Regions from separate parts of the Mus musculus genome. Here region 1 is linked to region 2. The links are chromatin contacts, called in public HiChIP or PLAC-seq maps. All regions are on one chromosome and are shown on one strand. Each heading gives the region's core, a stretch centred on a gene start, on an enhancer-like site or on the middle of the called end of the contact. The rest is flanking DNA. Distances are from core to core; before and after follow the strand shown. Region 1 holds the start of Cdk20 (cyclin-dependent kinase 20). Region 2 has its middle 7.1 kb from the start of Gm31128.

What was found. HiChIP or PLAC-seq counts read pairs in DNA pulled down with a chosen protein or histone mark.
Region 1: a contact with region 2 is called in an H3K27ac HiChIP or PLAC-seq map of trophoblast stem cells, with 3 times the contacts expected there. The contact joins the promoter of Cdk20 here to the enhancer-like site in region 2. A contact is called at or near these places in 21 of 39 promoter capture datasets (the 3T3-L1 cell line, the C10 cell line, the HPC-7 cell line and 12 more), 1 of 15 datasets of contacts at CTCF or cohesin (CD8 T cells), 31 of 484 Hi-C or Micro-C datasets (the 3T3-L1 cell line, 3T3-L1-derived adipocytes, the C10 cell line and 16 more), 25 of 115 datasets of contacts at active chromatin or transcription factors (the NIH/3T3 cell line, bone marrow-derived macrophages, craniofacial prominence and 15 more) and 3 of 9 other capture datasets (adipose tissue, liver and pancreatic islet).

The regions. Positions count from the first base shown.
Region 1 is chr13:64,428,746-64,435,157 of GRCm38.p6, reverse strand. Cdk20 (cyclin-dependent kinase 20) reads right to left here and starts at 2,605. Exons shown (of 8, transcript NM_053180.2): 1 at 2,488-2,605; 2 at 2,068-2,181. The coding sequence starts at 2,562. 1700015C15Rik (a long non-coding RNA gene) reads left to right here and starts at 2,722. Exons shown (of 3, transcript XR_873594.1): 1 at 2,722-2,804; 2 at 3,753-3,907.
Region 2 is chr13:64,347,672-64,354,022 of GRCm38.p6, reverse strand. No RefSeq gene overlaps it. Among named protein-coding and RNA genes, the nearest start is that of Gm31128, 7.1 kb to the right of the region's middle. Within about 2 kb of position 4,387, at least 24 of the 459 cell types and tissues checked have an H3K27ac peak or open chromatin away from gene starts, as enhancers often do. A contact at or near this core is called in the NIH/3T3 cell line, intestinal crypt epithelium, trophectoderm and 1 more, where this site is marked.

The DNA.
Region 1 (6,412 bases), core at 1,356-3,855, 83 kb before region 2:
CAGGTGTGAACCACAAAGTCCAGCTGAATAGTAGTACATCCTTTAGGGGATGAACATGTCTATTCTGTCCCGTGCTCCTGCAACCTATATGGATGCTAGTTCCTGAAGGGATGCCTAAGAAGAGGTAGCTAGTGAAGAAGATAGAAAGACTGGGGACAAATCTACTCCATGTTTTTTGCATGCATCTGTGTGTTTGGATGTACCCATGGCTGAAGTCATGGGTCTTCTCTCCTTTTTTTTAAAGATTTATTTATTTATTATATGTAAGTACATTGTAGCTGTCCTCAGATACTCCAGAAGAGGGCATCAGATTTCGTTATGGATGGTTGTGAGCCACCATGTGGTTGCTGGGATTTGAACTCGGGACCTTCGGAAGAGCAGTTGGTGCTCTTAACCACTGAGCCATCTGGTCAGCCCTGAGTCTTCTCTTTAATTGCTCTCTACATTATGTGTCGAGGCAATGTATTCCTATTGAATTCAGAGCCTTCCCAATACACTAATCTGACTAACCAGCTTGCTCCAGGGGTCTCCTGTCCAGTACCTTATAAGTACTGGACTCACAGGTGGAGTATCGCACCCACCTGACATTCACCTGGATTAACAGTTCCCACCAAGCCATTTCCCCATCCCCTAGTTTTTTGGTTTTTGTTTGGTTTTGTTTTTGTTTTTTTTTTAATGAAAACTTGGGACTAGAGAGACAGTTCAATGGTTAAGAGTACTTGACGCTCCTGGAGAGGACCCAGATTTGGTTCCCAGCATCCACATAGTGGCTCACAACCATCCGTCTCCAGTTCCAGGGAATATGATGCCCTCTTCTGGCCTCAATGGGCACAAGGCACACACACAGTACACACACATAAACACATGCAAAATGTTCCTACGCATAAAGTTAAATATAAATTAATTAACCAGGTAAAATGGCAACGTCAGGACGGCTGTCAATCATCAGCATCCTTATGGGTCTTGAACCACCTGTCCCACACATAAGCTGCCTGGAAAGCCCTTTTATTTTCAACAACAACAAAAAGGAACCACCTTAGTGAAGGTTTTATTTTGGCAGTAAACCAGCATTGGAACAAATAAAAATACACACCTACATTCAGACAGTACACATGTTACACACAGTACACATATATAAACACATATCTCATGTTATAAAGATGAGGTATGAACACATATCTCATCTGCAGTAAATTTTGAGGCACACACCACTACACTTCACAATACAGGAGCACACAAACTGATTCCATCACACATAAGCTCTCAGGAATCAGACTGAGACCAATTCCTCAGTGTCACTAGTGCTGTGTACAGGCCAGAATTTTTAGGAGGCCCCAGGGGCATTCTGGCAGTGTCACTCAGCTGCAGACCCATGAGCTGATGATAAAAGCCAAGCATTCCCCTGTGCTTAACAAAGACCCTGAAGAGAAAGAAAGAAAGAAAGAAAGAAAGAAAGAAAGAAAGAAAGAAAGAAAGAAAGAAAGAAAGAAAGAAAGAAAGAAAGAAAGAAAGAAAGAAAGAGGGAGAGAGAGAGAAAGAGAGAGAAAGAGAAAGGAAGGAAGAAAGGAAGAAAGAAAGAGAGAAAAGCAGGGTGAACGGAGGGTGACCACACATGAAAGTCTTTAAGATATCCTTCAGAACAAAGTAGGGGCTCAACGGGTGCAAACTGCTGAGAAGTCAGCATGGTTAGGGGCATAATTTAATGGCCCAGCACCTGTCTAGCATAAGGAAGGTGGGAGAGCAGGTATAGGAAGGAAAGGAGAAAACAAAAAGAAACACACACAATAGTTAAAGGGGGGGGGATGCATAAACATATGAGCAATGGGTGTGTAAATGAGAGAGAATGGGAGGGTTAAGTACTCAGGTGAGAGTGGATCTGGGAGCATAAATAAGGAGTAAGCAGGAGGGGGCAGAATGGGGATTAGAAAGGACTCCTTTAAAGTGTATACTGGTGAGTAGAGAGGGATGGAAATGAATGAAAGTGGTCGAGAAGCTGCTGTCTTGGAACCTGCCACCGGTCTTGTTCACCCGAGCCCTGCATGACCACCTGAGCCCAGCCCCACTCACATATTGACTGTCCTCTATCTCCTGCAGAGCCTTGATTTCTCTGAGGGCCTGGTTAGGAATACCATCCTCCAGCCGCCGCAAGGCCACCTTCTTGAGGGCAACGATCTCGCCAGTCTGTGCAGGAAAGAGTGCCGACACTGCCAGAGACCTTTGGCAAGGTAGGGGCAGGGAGAGAACACCCCAGGAGCGAGACACCCCACAGAGACCCGCCCCTAAGTCGGGAAGATCTGAACCGACCGCCAGGGGTCGCGCTCCCGCAGTCCGGCCGCTGGAAGCGGGATCGCCACAGATGGGACCCCGCCAAGTATCCTAAAGAGACCTCTGAGGCGCGCCCGCGCGCGCTAGCAGATCTCTACACGGAAAGACTGCAGAGGGAGCGCAGTGGGCATCCCTCGGACTGCACGTGCGGCATGGTCTCACCTCTACGTGCTTGGCTTTGAAGACGATGCCGTGGGCGCCCTCCCCGATGCGACCGAGGATGCAATACTGGTCCATGTCGGCCCGCGGTGCCCAGATCCTACTCTACAGGGATCCAGCATAGGCTCCTGCAAGCGTTGCCTAGCAATAACGCGTCTAGCAGCTGCTCCGTAAAGCACGTGACCGGAAAGACCAGTGCTGAGCTCAGTCAGGAATCTGCATCCCCTCTAGGCAGCACCTTTCCGCAGCCTTCGGCAGTCACTCTATCGTAATCTAACGCTCCAGGACGTGGCCATAGCACCACGTGACAAGAAACGCTGGTGCGTGGGGCTGAGAGGGGCAGGGCTACGCATGTAAAGGGTGTGTTCATTCGCCCAGAGGCGGAGCCTCTGGTAGGGAGGTGGATCTGGTGGAAGACTTCCAGAAACCAGCAAGAGTATCAGGTGGCAGGCACTCACTCAGCCGCTCTCTACATTTAGGCCTCTTTGTAACTGACGCAAATCATTGTTGCAGACAAGCACAGAGCTGAGTCGTGGAGTGTCTTAGTTAGGATTTTACTGCTGTGAACAGACACCATGACCAAAGTAACTCTTATAAGGACAGCATTTAATTGGGACTGGCTTACATGTTCAAAAATTCATCCTTTGTTATCAAAGGAGGGAGCATGGAGCATCCAGGCAGGTATGTTGCAGGAGGAGCATATTCAACTGCAGGCTGCTCGGAGAAGACTCGCTTCCAGACAGCAAGAGTATTAAAACCCACTTCCACAGTGATACACCTACTCTAATAAGACCACACCTGCTAATAGTGCCACTTCCTAGCCCAAGCATATACAAACCATCACATGGAGAATCACTTGGGTCTTTGGTCCCCAAAGGGCATCATGAATCCAAGTACCTTTTTTAAAAAGCTTACTAGCACTGACGATAAAGCTCCTTTGGTGAGGTGCTTGCCTAGAGTGAACAAAAGCCTTTGGTTCGACTCCCTGTACCACCTATGTTGGTTGCTCTAAATCACATCTGCCGTCCCAGTACTTGACAGGGTCTTATTAATCTACACAGTGCGATGCATCCTGCTTAATAAGAGACCTTATCTCAAAATAGAGAGAGGTGTCCACAAGTATATGAGATGACGACCAGCACCCCTACTAATTAGGAAAAATGAAATCAAACCACAATAAGATATCTTACACCCTTTAGGATGATTACTATCAGGAACGTAGATGATAAACCTGATACAGTTGTTCTGACTATAACTCTTGTATCCAGCAGGCCAAGACGAAGAGAATCTCAAGTACGAAGCCAGTATGGACAAGGTTACCTGCTAACATGGTAAAGCTGTGGAGAAATCAAGACAGAAGAGAGGGGAGAAGAACCTACACTAACGTGGGAAGGCAAGGATGCCAAGAAATTACCACTTTTGTGTGCGTTTGTTAAAAAGTGTTTCAGGGGTGGTTGCTCACTCCCTACAATCCCAATACTAGAGAGACTAGGAGTTGCAGGAGGATTGCCTCAGGTTCCAGGCCAGCCTGAGCTACAGTGTGAGACTTTCTCAAACCCAAAAGAAACGAAACTTTTAAATAGAATATGAAACTAGCCAGGCTCTATGGACTGGCTGTGGGACCCTCTTCTCAGGGAATGAGATAAGTGAAAGTTTTTGCCATACCTGTGGCACACACTACGCCTAGGTTTAAATCAGAAAAAGGAAATCCAAGTGTGGACTAGGGGGTAGAGGGAGCGTGAGGGGGCAGAAGCCCAGGAATTTGAGCTTATCCTTGATTGTATGCTGAGTGTAGCTTTCATTGGCTAATTACCTCTGAATTAAGGAGATTGTAGCATTGATATCCAAAACTAATACACTGGGGTTTTGTTTGTTTGTTTGTTTATTGTTTGAGACAGGGGCCACACAGTATTACTCTAGCTGACCTGAAACTCACTCTGTAAACCAGGCTGGCCTCAAACTCACAGATGTCCACCTGCCTTTGACTCCCAAGTCCTGGGATTAGACAAGACTATTCTCTTTGAAAAGTTTGTCTCACCCAATATTGTGAGTTCCAGACCTTTGCTGAAGCCTTTCCGCTTTCCAAAGGGACATTGGCCCACTTGCCTTGCCCTTCTTCTCAATTCCCTCTGCCTTGCTAAAAAAAAAAAAAAAGTTAAATTACATTCCTAAAGCAAGCCACCAAGGTCTGGTTCCTTCTTGGCCAATTCTTCCTCCTGAGGCTGCTACCAGTGTCCAGCTATCAAAGTATTAAAGTCGGGAATTAAAAGCCCCCTTTGGCTCACCTAATTAACATGTCCAATTAAAATTAAACACCCCATCCTAATATGGGTTTTTCCCTTTACCTTTATAAACCACCATTTGCCTATGGGCCATGTCTGTCTTTTCTCTATCCAAAAGCAGTCCTTTGTCATCCTGGGACAAATATACTTGCCTCCTCTCCCCCTCTTCTCCTTCGTCCTCTATCTCCTGTCTTTGTCTCTTATCCCCTGCCCTCTGGGGTAAATAAATCTTCGTGTTAAGAATTTGGGGTCCTGAGGCAATAACTTCCCTTTCACTGTCAACGGATGTCAGTATCGTGAGCTGAATATGTATAAAGTTCTAAAAGAGTTTTTAAAGGGAAAGAAAAACTTCTTATACTTAAAAACAGAAAGCATCATCAGCCCCCTTCCAGGTAGTGCAGCCTGTGATTTCAGCACTTTGGGATGCTGAAAGGCAGAAAGATCATGAGTTCAAAACCAGCCTGTACTACAGAGTTCAATGTCTCAGTAGCTGAGAGAATTCTAAGAAAGAAGGGAAATCAGTTTTCTCCAGGGAGAAGTCCCCTAATAGGCTATCCAGTCCAATTGGTCACTCCTATACATATAAGCAAAACTAAATGAGTTTGTGTGTGTGTGTGCGTGTGCGCACGCTCATGTACATATGTGTATATGTGTAACAATAATAATTAAAGAAGAGGTCATGAATTTAAGAGGGAGTAAGAGGAGACAGAAGAAATTGGAGATGAAATGATGTAAATACAGTACTCATTGTATGAAACTGTCAAAAAAACAAACAAAAAATACATTTAATTAAAAGAAGAAAAAAAAAAGTACTGTCCTGACTGGCAGTAGAGATCAGAGAAAGGCAAGGTGTTCTGCTGACACCTAGTGTCTGAAGCATGGAAGGCCTAAGCAGACAGAACTCAGAACAGCGTTTATCACCTGCCTGTTCCTTAGTCATTCTGCTTTGTTTCTTTATATGAGAGAGAGAGAGAGAAAAACACAGAGAGAGAAACACAGAGAGAGAAAAACACAGAGAGATAAACAGAGAGAAAAACAGAGAGAGAAACAGAGAGAGAGAAACAGAGAGAGACAGAGAATGAGAGACAGAGAGAAACAGAGACAGAGACAGAGAATGAGAGAGACAGACAGAGAGAGAGACAGAGAATGAGAGAGACAGACAGACAGAGAGAGACAGAGAGAGAGAGAGAGAGAGAGAGAGAGAGAGAAGGATCCAGTGAGACGGCTCAGCAGGTAAAGGTGAGTGCCACCAAACCTGTCAACCTGAGTTCCATCCCCAGGCCCACATGATAGAAGGAGAGATTGAATCCTTCAAGCTGATCTCTGACCTCCACACATGTGCTATGGTGTGAGCCAACATCGATGAATACATAAGTTAAAATGTAATAAAAAAATTAAAGAAGCAATTTGTAATCAGTATTTATTGTTTCTTTGAAAGTAAGTGAAATTATCCTCCAGGGGTGGTGGTGCCTTAAATCCCAGCACTCAGATTTCTGCAAACAGATTTCTGTGGGCTCAAGGCCAGGCTGGTCCTTCAAAGAGAGTATCAAGCTACACAGTGTCTTTTTTTTTTTTTAGATTTATTTATTATTATATGTAAGTACACTATAGCTGTCTTCAGATGCACCCGAAGAGAATGTCAGATC
Region 2 (6,351 bases), core at 3,138-5,637:
AGAGCACCGACTGCTTTTCCAAAGGTCCTGAGTTCAAATCCCAGCAACCACATGGTGGCTCACAACCATCCGTAATGAGATCTGACGCCCTCTTGTCTGTCTGAAGACAGCTACAGTGTACTTATTATATAATAAAATAAACAAATCTTTACAAAATAATTCTTAAAAAAACAAAACAACAACAAAAAAGGGGTACAAATGGTTCTTGAGGTATTATGACACCTGTGGTTGTATTTGACCTCCATATACATGAACACACAAACACACACATATAGTCACACACATATATATACATAGACAGACATAGACACACATTCACACTTACACACAGAAACACACACATACACACACACACAAAAAAGAAAATTGTTGTTTCTATGCAAATCACTTGGAAATCATTAGAGATAATTTGGCTGTACTTCAGAAAATATAAAAGTCTCAGAAGAGAAAAGACCCAAAATGGGGCAAGCAATTGGTTCGCATTCTCATTTTTAGGTTCCTCCCTGCCGATAACTGTGCTGTCAGCTGTTACAGGACCCCAAGAACTTTTGCTCCTGCTGATTACTGCTGGCCCATGCACCATTGATGCCTTAAGTAGATGTATAAAGTCCCATCTGGGTGTCCATACTGGCTGGTTCTGTGCCAACTTGACACAAGCTACAGTCATCAGAGAGGAAGAAGTCTCAGTTGAGGAAATGCCTCCATGAGATCCAGTCTTAAGGCATTTATCAATTAGTGATCAATATAGGCGGGCCCAGCCCATTGTGGATGGTGTCATCCCTGGGCTGGTGGTCCTGGATTCTGTAAGAAAGCAGGTTGAGTAAGCCAGGAGAAGCAAGCCAGCAAGCATCCTCCTCCATGACCTCTTGCATTAGCTCTTGTCTCCAAGTTACCTGTCCTGCTTGAATCCCTGTCTTGGCTTCCTCCAATGATGAACAGTGCTGTGGAAATGTTAGCCAAATAAGCCCTTTCCTCCCCATCGTACTGTTTCATCACAGCAATAGAAACTCAAGCTAAGACAGTGTCATTAAGTTGATGGTTATTAAATCCCAATTGATAAGTTATTTCTCTGTCCATGAAATGAGCCAATTTCAGATTAGATTATATTAAATACAAGTTTATAGGGAAGCTGTTCTCAGGCAGGCAAGTTCACTGGCTCCAAGGGAGGAGGTCAGGGAAGTCACCATGGGAATGCAGAGAGAGGAGCAGGAGAAGAGAGAGAAAGAAATAGTGTATGCATGCAGAGAGAGAAAGCAAGAAACTGAGGGTGAGAGAGAGAAAGGAGAGAAGGGGAGAGAGAGAGAGAGAGAGCGAGAGAGAGAGAGAGAGAGGCAAAATGTCTGGATTGTATAGATGGGTAAGAAGTTCTAGGGGAAGGACAGCCCAGCCCCTGGACTGGAAAGTTCAGGGTTGGGGACAGTATGCCAGGTAGGGACTGAGGGATGCTGGGAAAACCTAGAGGCTAGGTCTGCTTTGATATGTAAGATATGCACCTCAGTGCCTTGTCTTGAGATCACAAACAAATATGAACAGGTATCCCTCACAGGGTCAAGGGGTAAATGTGATGATGAACATTATGTTTAAAAGTTTAAAATTACTGTACTTAGAGTACTATAAAATAAAAATGTCTCTAACCTGTAAGTCCTGCTTGTCCAAGGACAGAGAACTTTCTGGAATGCTGGGGACTGTCCTTATAATTGCCCTATCTTATTTATGTAAAATAACAAACCACCTGTTTTGGCTTCTGTCAACAAGCTTGCTTGCCCTGACTGCTTATAAGCTGGATGTGTGCTTGGCTGCATGCAGGTGGGATGTGTTGCTTGATTACATGTAAGCAAGATGTATGTCAATATGTGTTCTTGCCCCTCATTGCACAAAGGCAGGACATACGTAGCCTTGTGAGTTTTGCCTTTATAAAACTTTTGATGAATGTAATTCGGACCTTTATCTGGAAAGCCTCTCAGCTGCAGTCCTGGTGCCATGAGTAGCTGGCACCAGTGTCTGAATAAAACCTCTTCTTTGTTAAAAATTTATGCATGCCCAGACTATAAAAGTATTATTTGAGGCTTTTGTATGCCTCCCTTGTTCCTGAATAATGACATGAAGACCTGTTACATTTATTAATGAGCTTCTTGCACTATAGCTGGGCAGATGCTCATCTATTCTAACCTCACTATGATGGCTACTTCCCAGCCATGTGCTCTATTATATTAGTCTTACCCTTAGTCTTACCCTGGCTGTTCCTGCTCCATCCATGGCGACTGATGGGGAACTCTCCCACAGTGACTTTGTTGTGACTCTTTCCACCCGGGACACCCTCTGAATGAGACTGGAAGTCCCGACTTACCTCTTCTACTCACATATAAGCTGATCAGCTAGCTCTTTATTAACCAGTCAGAGGTGCTAGAGAACAAATTTTACACAACATTGAGACAGGAGGGAGATGCTTTAATACTCATGACAATGCCAAATCCAGACTACAGCCAGATTTCTGCGGTACAGAAATCATCATCTGAATATACAATGTACAAAATCACCCCTCCCCAACTCACACTGGTGAATCTATGAGTGACCCCCAAAACAAAACAACAACAGCAGCAGCAGTAAAACCCCAAACAACAAAAGTATCGACACACAAGTCAGGCATGGTGGTTGCATGACCTTCATCCCCTCAGTTACTTGGCCAAAGTGAGTGGAACACTTGAGGCCAGCAAGGTAAAATAACCAGCATGGATTATTTTTATAGGCAACAGATTTATAATTATGTAGTACATTGGGGTGGGTGATACAGAAGATGGGGAAGGGAAAACAGAGGGTCCTTAGATAACTTTATAAAGGAATGACTGTAACCCAGGATTTATTCTCCTGAAATCTGCCAGATATAGTTCATTCACAAGTCAAAATAAAGAATCACCTCTGGCCATTGAGATCCCCATGCAGTCTGTGTTGGGTTGATGGCTCTCACTTCGTATCACTTTCCAGCAGAAAGGAAGAGGGAGAGGCTTTGCTATGGGCTGAATGATGTCAAAGAGGGAATTTGCCAAAGGACAACATTCCAAGAAGGCTACTCAACTGAGGTGCACACTAACCCTGGTCAGAACTACAGAGCATTTGCTCCCTAGAGCTGTCTCCCGGCACAGTGGTCACATACATGTGCTAGGCAAGCACTCTAGCAACTAAGCCACTAAGCTTGAATCTGTAGATTTATTCTTTTTCCAAGATTTGAAATGCTTGAGCCATTATTTTTTTCGAATGTGTTTCAGTCCCACTTGCTCTCCCCTCTGGGTCTGAACCAACACAGAAGTAAATATGTCACCATTGCCTGGCTCCCTTGGCTGTTGCTATTGTTTTTCCTTTAGTTATTTGTCTGCTTCACATTGGATGGATTCTAGCATCCCGTCTTCAGGTTTATTGACTGTTCTCTAGTCTATTATATCCACTGTGAGATCATCCAGTAGGTTATTTATTTATTATTTATTTATTTATTTTTCAGTTTTCTCACTTCCATCATGTTTCTTTTTATAATTCTTTGGGGTGTGGGGGGAGGAGGTGGAGGATGACCTCAAACTCACTGTGTAGCTGAGTTATCCTCCTTGAAGTCTCCACCTCCTAAGTGATGTTATGATAGGCATGCACCCACACCCAGCTTTAATTGGGTACTAGAGATCAACCTAGGGACTTAGTCTATGCTAGGCATTCACTCTACCAGCTGAACTATGTTCCTGGTCCTGAGAAGTATTTTTAAACAACTTCTTCTTCTTCTTCTTCTTCTTCTTCTTCTTCTTCTTCTTCTTCTTCTTCTTCTTCTTCTTCTTCTTCTTCTTCTTCTTCTTCTTCTTCTTCTTCTTCTTCTTCTTCTTCTTCTTCTCCTTCTCCTTCTTCTCCTTCTTCTTCCTCTTCTTCCTCTTCTTCCTCTTCTTCCTCTTCTTCCTCTTCTTCCTCTTCTTCCTCTTCTTCCTCTTCTTCCTCTTCCTCTTCCTCCTCCTCCTCCTCCTCCTCCTCCTCCTCCTCCTCCTCCTCCTCCTCCTCCTCTTCTTCTTCTTCTTCTTCTTCTTCTTCTTCTTCTTCTTCTTCTTCTTCTTCTTCTTCTCTTATTTACTTTGTCATTGCTATCTACAGACTGTTTCTCCTTCTCCTTGTGATTTTGCTGATTCTTGGTGTAACACAGTCTTTTCTGTATCCTACAGAGCGAGGCTGTGGGTTCTAGTTGCCTTTAATAGGTATAGCTCAAAGATCAGGTAGGTATGTTTGTTCAGCTTCCTGGTTCAGCTTCTCCAAACTATCCTGGTTGGAAAAATAAAAAAATGGGCCTGACTCATGTTGCATTGCTGCAGAGGGTGGGGTGAAAGTTCAAACCCTCCCTCTCCCACAGTCACCTTCCTGGTAAATTGGGACACTGACTCATACAGTAACCTTACTGACTCTGCACTCAATTGTGTGATCAGCTCCCTGGATAACCTTACTGTCTTTCAAGTGGAGAAGGAAGAGATAAAACTGAAAGCTGGATCAGACCATTGCTACACTAGAAGGACAGGAGAGTCAGGTCCGTTCTGCTTAGCACTGATACCAGAGAAGAGGCAAACCAAACATCAACTCTGTTCTGTTTCCTTGTTGTGCCAAAGAAAAATGTTCAGCTTCCCAGAGGGTCTTGAAGACAGGAGTTGGAGGAGTGAGGCCTAATTTGAAACTAGCCTTTATACTGCCTCTCAGTGAGCATTAGTTCCCTATCAAGTCTATGGGGACAGAGGCTCAGCTGACCACTAATGCCACCCTGGTGGGGTATGCACACCCTGCCTGATTTATGCAGAGAATGGAACCTCAGCTCCAACGTTGTCTAGCAAATTCAGACACATGTTCGCCTTTTCCAAATGGGAAAGATTAATTCTGATCAACTTTGATATCAGCACATGACTAGAGAACTGGGGTTGGGGTGGACTGCTTGCTTCTGCAGAGGAGGGAGACATCTGCAGTGCCCTGTCTACCTCACATAAGCAACATGCAGAAACCCCAATGATCAGTCCCCCAAAACCCATCTCTATTGTCATATAGGTATCTGGACAATCCTTCCATGTATGGCTTCAGGGCCCTATGTTTGTTTGTAGTTTAATTTCCAGGGTATTTTATTTCTGCAAAGCATGAGTGAGGAGTGGATTACTTTGTGTAAGCAGAACCAAAAACTAGCTTTTGTTTTTTTGTTTTTCAGGTTGGCAATAACAATGCCACCTTGTGAATACTGCTGAGTGACTATGTCAAGCTTCCGATGACCTAAGGCTGCTTCCACTGAGTAACTAGAGTAAAATAGAAACCGAGTCATTTCTACTTTAAACATTCAAGATCCAGTAACATTTCTCATAATTTTCAATATTCTTTTCTTCATAGAGACTCACTAGGGCTAGAGAGGTGGCTCAGTGTTTAAGAGCACTGACTGCTTTTCCAGAGGTCCTGAGTTCAATTCCCAGCAACCACATGGTGGCTCACAACCATCTGTAATGGGATCTGATGCCCTCTTTGAAGACAGCTACAGTGTACTCATGTAAAATAAATTAATTAATTTTTAAGAAGACACAGAAACCTTTAGATTGATGATAAGCTTAAATGCACTAGGGCTGGGGAGATATCAACTCTCTATGCTATTTTCCCTGTGGTAATCCCCAAGATATCACTTGCCATGTTCCATCAGGGTAGCCTCTCATGGTCATGTGCTCACAATCCACATGGTGACTACCTCTTCCTCCTCCTCTTCCTCCTCCTCCTCCTCCTTCCTCCTCTTCCTTCTCCCTCCTCTTCCCTCTTCCTCCTCCCCCTCCTCCTCCTCCCTCCTCTTCCCTCCTCCTCCTCCCCCTCCTCTTCCCTCCTCCTCCTCCTTCCTCTTCCCTCCTCCTCCTTCTCCTCCTTCTCTTCCTCTTTCCCCCCTCCTCTTCCTCCTCTTCTTCTTTCTCCTCATCTTCCTCCTCATCATCATTCTCCCCATGGTCCCTGCCTGAGACCCCAAGTCCTAGAACCCTAGAACCCTTGCCCCACTTACCTCTCTCTGCCTAACTAAACTGTCAGCAACTTCTATTAACTAACCAGAGATAAGTGGGGCAACCAGATATTAGAATATAGAGTTCAGCATGCAAATACTAAGCAGCACCAGCCCAACCCCCTACAAAAACCTATCTCAAGAGAAAAAATTGGACTATACAATGCTCTTCCTGTGTCACATGCAATAATTAATAAGATAAAACAAGGACTCAAAGGTACAAGTGAATTTTATATGGCGTTCTCTTGCACAGAACTTATCCCCAATGCTTCCACACATCATCATCAGACCTCCCCAATCCATGGAGAGTCACTTGACAGAAGGGAGAA